Regions from separate parts of the Oryctolagus cuniculus genome. Here region 2 is linked to region 1. A link is a contact called in public Hi-C data. All regions are on one chromosome and are shown on one strand. Each heading gives the region's core, a stretch centred on a gene start, on an enhancer-like site or on the middle of the called end of the contact. The rest is flanking DNA. Distances are from core to core; before and after follow the strand shown. Region 1 overlaps LOC138845868 (a long non-coding RNA gene). Region 2 has its middle 61 kb from the start of NOD1.

What was found. A called contact is a pair of places that touch in the nucleus more often than the background predicts.
Region 2: a Hi-C map of an unstated tissue shows a contact between it and region 1, with 3 times the contacts expected there. The contact joins two enhancer-like sites. A contact is called at or near these places in 3 of 6 Hi-C or Micro-C datasets (ear pinna, psoas muscle and an unstated tissue).

Annotation. Positions count from the first base shown.
Region 1 is chr16:21,597,521-21,601,156 of mOryCun1.1, forward strand. LOC138845868 (a long non-coding RNA gene) reads right to left here. Exons shown (of 2, transcript XR_011383132.1): 2 at 3,334-3,636. Among named protein-coding and RNA genes, the nearest start is that of ZNRF2, 5.6 kb to the right of the region's middle. Within about 2 kb of position 1,796, at least 1 of the 8 cell types and tissues checked has an H3K27ac peak or open chromatin away from gene starts, as enhancers often do.
Region 2 is chr16:21,725,194-21,729,165 of mOryCun1.1, forward strand. It overlaps the pseudogene LOC138845867. Among named protein-coding and RNA genes, the nearest start is that of NOD1, 61 kb to the right of the region's middle. Within about 2 kb of position 2,373, at least 2 of the 8 cell types and tissues checked have an H3K27ac peak or open chromatin away from gene starts, as enhancers often do.

The DNA of each region.
Region 1 (3,636 bases), core at 546-3,045:
AGTGGCCCCTCAGTGAACTCTTTAATAGGCTAATTCAGGGTCATAGACAACTGCTGTTTGTACAGGAGACTGTGTTGGAAAAATAACAAGGCCCAAGTTGCCTTCACTCATGGAATGTTAACAACGAAGAGAAATAAATTTGCCACACCCAGCATTCATATTTGGTCTCCCTCCAATCTGACCGCACTAAGTCCACTGCCCCTCTTGACCCCTATCATCCTAGGAATAGCAGCCTGTTGGCACAGGAGGGGCACACAGAGAGGGCAGGAGAAGCACTGAGCAAACTGAAATGCAGTGCTGTGGCAGTCAGGCCGGGGTAGCCTGTGTGTGCTCCCATGCAAGTCCAGCACAGAGCTAGTCCTGTGTCTTGCCACAACCCACCCAAGAAATGTTTTATCTGTTGAGCCGGCGCCGTGGCTCAATAGGCTAATCCTCCACCTTGCGGCGCCGGCACACCGGGTTCTAGTCCCGGTTGGGGCGCCGGATTCTGTCCCGGTTGCCCCTCTTCCAGGCCAGCTCTCTGCTATGGCCAGGGAGTGCAGTGGAGGATGGCCCAGGTGCTTGGGCCCTGCACCCCATGGGAGACCAGGAAAAGCACCTGGCTCCTGGCTCCTGCCAGGATCAGCGCGGTGCGCCGGCTGCAGCGGCGGCCATTGGAGGGTGAACCAACGGCAAAAGGAAGACCTTTCTCTCTCTGTCTCTCTCTCTCACTGTCCACTCTGCCTGTCAAAAAAAAAAAAAAAAAAAAAAAAAAAAAGAAATGTTTTATCTGTTAAAGATTTGTTTATTACTTGAAAGGCAGAGTTGCAGAGACTCACTCCCCAAATGGCCACAATGGCCAGGGCTGGGCCAGCTGAAATCAGGAGGCTGATGCTTCTGGGTCTCCCATTGGGTGGCAGGAGCCCAAGCATTTGGGTCATCTGCTGCCGCTTTCCTAGGTGCATTAGCAGGGACCTGGATCTGGAACAGGGGGTTCTCAAACCAGCACTCATATGGAATGCTAGTGTTACAGGTGGCAGCTTAACCCCCTGTGCCACAACATAGGCCCAAGAAATGGTTTTGTGCTGCCCACCTAGAGTTCAGCTCCTTGCTTCTCCAGTGTGCTGTTTCCCTCCACATTGCTCCGCAGCACTGGCACCAGGAACCAGGAAGTGTGCCTGTCACTTTTGACTCAGCCTTCTCGGTCACACACAATAGCCAGTTGGTCTGCAAGACCCATGGAGGCTGCTGTCTCTCGAGGGTGCTGGAATCTGCCCCGCCTTTGCTCCAGTTCAGTTTCTCTTCCCTTCTTGCCTGGGTGACTACATCAGCCTCCTAACGAGTCTTGCATTTGACCAGCTTTCCTCTTTCAGATCAGTCCACTCCCCACAATGCCACCGAGCCATCTTTGCAAACCACAGGCAGGGTCATGCTACTTCCCTCTTTAGGAAAGCTCATTCGCAGCTGAGCCCAGCACAGCAGGCTGGTTACACGGTGCCCAGGCCTCCCTCTCCAGCCTGTCCTCTCACCTCTCCAGCTCTTCTCCCAGCTGTCAGGAACTGCTTGCAGTTCTTCAGACAACACAGCTCACCCCACCACATGTGCCCTTGATCCTGAGCGTCTTGGCCAGTGGACATCAACTGTCTCTCGAGACCTCCTTTGCTGTCACCCAGGGCCTGCTTCTTTGTCCCACTGCCCAGCTCCAGTATGAATTTACCACAGTGCAGTGTAATCACCTCTTTATTTATATCCAGGTCCCCTGACTATAAGTCATAAGCTTTTTGAAGGCAGGGACCGTGTTTGGTTCAGCTTCCCATGCCCAGTGTCAAAGCACATTTCATATGCTCAGCTGCTCTGTTTAAAGAATGAAGACCTCTCCAGGGTGGATCCTAAAGTATCCTGTACACCCGAGATGACCCCGCTCAGGGCCACGTTCCAAAATCTACTCAGTTGAGACTTACATCCCTAGAGTTGGGCCAGAGCCCCAGGAGCTTCTGGGAAACAGGGTGGGGCAAGTGGACCAGTTGCTCTTATTACTTTATTTTCTTTCTTGTTACTGGGGAAAGACAGTCCCTCAGCTACCTTACCTTTCCCACCCTGGTCTGACTTGGGGGCATAGATCGTTCAGTAGCCGCACAAAGGGAATTGGCCCCCTAAGGTATGGACTGCCCTGGCTGCCAAGTGGAGAAGACCGCGGACGTGACACCGGGCTTAATGTGGTGACAACAGTCAGCTATGGCGGTGGTATTACAGCTGCTGGCCTCTCACGGTCCACAGCAGTTACTGGAAGTCTCCTGTGTGCTGAGTGTCTTGGAGCTCTCTAGAAGCACGGTGGGGAGTTTAAAATAAAACAGAAAGAGCTCCTGTGCTTGGGAGGCTTCCAGACCTAGATTTAAAATATGAGCCTTGCCTTTGTTGGAGAGTTTTGCGGGAAGAGGTGGTAAGGCCAATGTCTTCTAGGACCTTCAATCATTCACGTACAACCGTGGTGATTTGAGCAAGTGGCAGGAGGCAGGGAGCAGAGTGCGTGTGCACTGGCAGGGAGACTGTGGCGTGATGCAGCAGAGAGCTATTTTCCTTCTAAGCTCGTCTTTCCCTCCTGTAGGGTGGGAGAACCCCTCAGTGCTGACCCCATGACATGCCTTCCTACGCCCCAGGAAAGAGCTGGGATTCCTTTCAAACACTATTTGTAGAATCTGAGCTTTCTCTGTAATGGAGGAGAGCATTCTAGACTGGGGTGCTCTGTGTTGAGGGTGTTTAAATAAGGGACTTTCGAGGATTTTGAAAAATATGTATTGTTTGTAAGCCAAGGTGAATTGGGAATAGAATATCTAAATTTAAGTTCTTATTAATACCCCATCCCATTTTGATAAGCAAGAATTAAGTTATTTTTGTTGGCAGGTGCTGACATTCTGTTCAAGCTGTTTTCTTTTTTAAACACTGTCCTCTCTGAAATGCATTTCTTGTTACTTAAACAATTTTTAATTTACTTGAGAAACATAAATAGCTAGATGGAAATTTCCTATCTGCCAGTTCAATCCCCAAGTGCCTGCAACAGCTGGGGCTGGGCCAGGCTGAAGCCAGGAGCCAGGAACTGAATCAAGTCGCTAAGTAGCAAGCACTCAGCAACTTAATTCATCACCCCTGCCTCGCAGGGTGTGCATTAGCAGAAAGCTGGAATTGGAGGGAAGCAGGGAATTGAACCCAGACACTCCAGTGTGGGATATGGACATCTTAACCACGATTTCAAACACAAAACAGCTCCTCAAGCTGTTTTTAGATAGCAAAATGATCCCTACATCTGTGTTAGACATAGCATAGGGCTCTGGCAATCAACTGGTTAACATGAAATTATTTTTTTTTTAAAGATTTACTTATTTATTTGAAAGTCAGAGTTACACAGAGAGAGGAGAGGCAGAGAGAGAGAGAGGTCTTCCATCCAGTGGTTCACACCCCAGATAGCCACAACAGCCGGAGCTACACTGAAGCCAGGAGCCAGGAGGTTCTTCCAGGTCTCCCACGCAGGTGCAGGGGTCCAAGGACTTGGGCCATCTTCCACTGCTTTCCCAGGCCATAGCAGAGAGCTGGATGGGAAGTGGGGCAGCTGGGACTAGAACCGGTGCCCATATCAGATGCCGGCGCTTCAGGCCAAAGCGT
Region 2 (3,972 bases), core at 1,123-3,622, 130 kb after region 1:
AAACAATCTCTAGGATTTAAACTCTGAAACTCTTGCAACTTAATTATGTGAAATTCTTATATAAGACAACATAAGAATGTGTCTAATAGTGATACAGTTAATATTTGGACACCTTGGCAATTCATAAGATTAAAAACACTGGTCACTAAATGTGATTTTTGTCTTGTCTCCTATTTCATACATTCTAGAATGACTAAATAGTGACCAAATGTAAATGCTTCTGATAACAATCTATAAAAAGATACAAAGTAACAGAGAAAAATACTGAGAAAGTGTTGGTGTGATGTGTTCTAGTTCTCTGTGGGGGAAATAAAATGGGTGGTTTTAACAGTAGTTATAAATGGTTGAGATGACACTATAAGACATTTACAAAATAACACATCTCATACATGAGATAATGTGTGTGGTGTAGCTCTTTATTAGGGAAATTCTAAGTTAAGATGGTATATTCAATATATTCTTGTCAGTTTATTTAATTTGCTAATGAAGGTAATTGTATTATAAAGATGAATGTTTACATATTTACTTATTTACAAATACCTAAGCAGATGTTTAGTAAGGTTTTAGTAAGATACATTATGAAAGGCAAATCCTTCCTAGCAAATTATTTGGATGATATAAGAAGGGACTGAAATGCAAATTAGGATTTTCTTTCTGTAAAATTACTGAACTCACTGTGTCCAGATCAATTCTTTTTAAAATAAAACACTGTGAGATCTCTACACTTTTGGCTGTCCCCACGTGGGTCTCCCTGGGCTCTCCTGTCCACTGGCGTGTGCCCCATCTTCTCTCAGCACCCACCGTCTTCATTACTGGAGCTGTTAGAACACTGGGGGGCTGCAGCTCCAGCAACTCCACTTTTCTGTTTTCTCACATTTCCATAGGAATTTTTTAATTCATTTATTTTCATTATTTGGAAGGCAGAGATGGACAGGCATGAAGAGAACCAGAGGCTGGGTTACTCCCCAAATTCCTAAGGCCCATTTGATCTGGACAGATCGTCCTGGTCATGTCTGCTCCTCTCTCATACCTGGTGTTGGCCTTTACTTCTCCCTCCCCCTCTACCCCTCTCCCCCTTTCCCGTCGCCTTGCTGCGGCTCTGTCAGTTACATCAGTCTTTTCAAGGAACAAACTGTGTTCATTGGTTTTCTCTATTGTTTTTCTGTTTTCAGTTTCAATGCCCTCTACCCCATACCATTTCCTTCTTCCTGCTTGCTTTGGGTTTATTTTGCCCTCTCTTTTTCTAACTTCTTGAGGTAGAAACTTTGTTACGGGTTTGATATTGTTCTCTAATAAGAACATTTAGTCCTGTAAATTCCCCTGTAAGCACTGTTTGGCTGCATCCCAAAGATTTTTTGTACATTTTCATTTTCACTCCAGCAACTTTTTAAGTTTCCTTGGATCTCTCTGGCCGATGGATTATTTCAAAGTGTGCTGTTTAATTTTTTTTTTTTTAATTTTTTTTGACAGGCAGAGTGGACAGTGAGAGAGAGAGAGAGAAAGGTCTTCCTTTTGCCGTTGTCTTTTGAGATTTTCCTGCTGTCTTGTTTGCTGATTTCCAGTTGGGTTCCATGGTGGACAGGTAGTATACTTTTTACAACTTCAGTTCTTTTAAATTTGTGAAGATTTGTTTTATGAGTCAGGATGAGATGAGGTCTAACTTGGTATCTATTAGTTATTAAGGTCATCCCCTCCCCCTAAGGGACCTGGTCCGAAGATACCATGTATCACTTCTACCCATGTCCCATGGGTTAGAACTAAGTTCTGTGGCCACATCTACCTGCGCAGATGTTAGCCGTGTGCCCAGAAGAAAGCGTGACTGGAGTTTAAGGATCACATAGCACTGGTTCTCGGTTCTGTTCTTTTTATTTTCTCCCTTTATTCCTACTTCCAATCCCACAGGCACACATCTCACTGTGTTTCACTACATCCCTCTGGTCTACTTTCTTGGTAATTAATGAAATTGTTACGAGTCTTTGAAAAATACATTGAATTTCTGAGTATATTTAAAATGCATATGAATGTTTATCATTCTGATTACTAATTTTTTCACTGTATATCAATGTTTTTAAGATGTTTATGTTGCTGCATATAAATCTAATTCATCCCTTCTGGCTACTTAAAAATACTCTTTATCCATAGTAACTCAGCATTTTACTTACTCATTCCCCTGTGTACAAAACAAAAAACTTTACTAATAATGTCATGTTCTAATTATCTTGGCTGCAAAACAAAGCACCCCTCACTTAGTGACTTAAGATGACAGCAAGCATTTATTCTACTCACAGATCTGCAAACTGGGCCAGGACTGGCAGGGACAGCACCATCAGCTAGAGCTGGTGGTGACTCAGCAGGCTGGGGCTGGGGCAGGGAAAGCCTCTCCCGTCATCTGGGACCTCAGCCAAGGCTCACTGCCAGACCCGCATGAGGCACGGCCGTGTCGCCGTGGTGGCTGGGCTCCGAGAGGGCCAGGCAGATGTGCGTGGTGTTCAGGATCCAGGCAACCAAGTCTCCCTGAGCCGCTCCGCTGTGCCCTGTGCTTGGGGAGGGCGGGACGCTCCCAGGCTCCGAGGCGAAGGTAGCCCCTCACGACCTGCTGCAAGGACAGCAGGTGGAGCGGGCTCGCCCGCAGCACTCTTTAGTCAAGACGATTTGGTGCATTTGTGAACGTGAAAAATTAGATTTGGATATAACTACATGGCTTGAGGCTGATGGGCGAAGATGTTTAATTGTGGAATTCCAAATAGGCTTTTATTTTGCCTTTTTGCCAGAGTTCTAGGGTGTAGCCAAGAAACGCTTGCTCCCTGTATCCCTGGACTTTTTCCTGTGGTTATCAATACCTTTCCCTGGGTTCGTTCTTTGTGTGAGATCCACCAGTTCATACAGGATGATCACTAAACCTGTGCACACTGAATGTAATAAGGAAAAGTAGAGTTTTTTTTTTTCTTTCTCTCCTTTATAAAATGTATCTGGGGTGGCGGTGCCGGCACTGTGGCATAGCAGGTAAAGCCACCAACTGCAGTGCCGGCATCTCATATAGGCACTGATTGCAGTCCTGGCTGCTCCACTCCTGATCCAGCTCCCTGCTAATGCACCTGGGAAAGCAGTGGAAGATGGCCCAAGTGCTTGGGCCCCTGCACCCGCGGGGGAGACCTGGAGGAGGCTCCTGGCTTTGGTCTGGCCCAGCCCTAGCTGTTGCGGCCACCTGGGGAGTGAACCAGCGCAAGGATCTCTGTCTCTCCCTCTAACTCTTTCAAATAAATATTTTTTGAAAAACATGGAAGTAGGCCCATAATCTTTGCAGCGCTCATGCCTTCTCTCGGACCTCTCCCGAGACTGTTAACCTGACGGTGCCTGCACAGGCAGCATCGTCGGAAGAGCTCGGCCTGTGGTCTGGGGATGCGACACGGTGAGGGCACGAGTGTTCTGGCAGTCAGGACAGGGCGGGCTGTAGGGCGTCCATCCAAAATGGGGGACGTGAGGAGAGGGGAGAAGGGGCAGGGGGAAGGGGAGAGAGGTCCTACTTCTTGAATGGGCCCAGGAAGGTTTTCCATTGGCTGCCCTCGGCACCGTCTCTGCAAAGGTTGATGTTGCCTAAGATGACCTTGGAAACCACACGCTGAAGCGGGCAGAGCCAGACCCTCTGACCCTCCCCCTGATCTGAAACCTCCTGGGACGGCCTGGGCAGTGCTGTTGTGCATCAGCCATTACATAGTTAGGGCGTCCTTGTCACAGCAGTTAGCCTTCCTTCAATTCCGTGCATCACCTCGACTATCCTCTCCCAGTTACAAACTACTCCCCAAATGCGGCGACTTAGAAGCCTAGTCTCAATTAACTTGGAGTCTCTGGGTCAGACACTGGGGTTCTTGCCTGTGCTTGTCCGTGTAACTCCATGCAGCACGTGGGTCATCTGGACCAGTTGGTCCGGTGCTACCTCACTCACACGCCTGGAGACAGGCGCTGGCTGCTGGC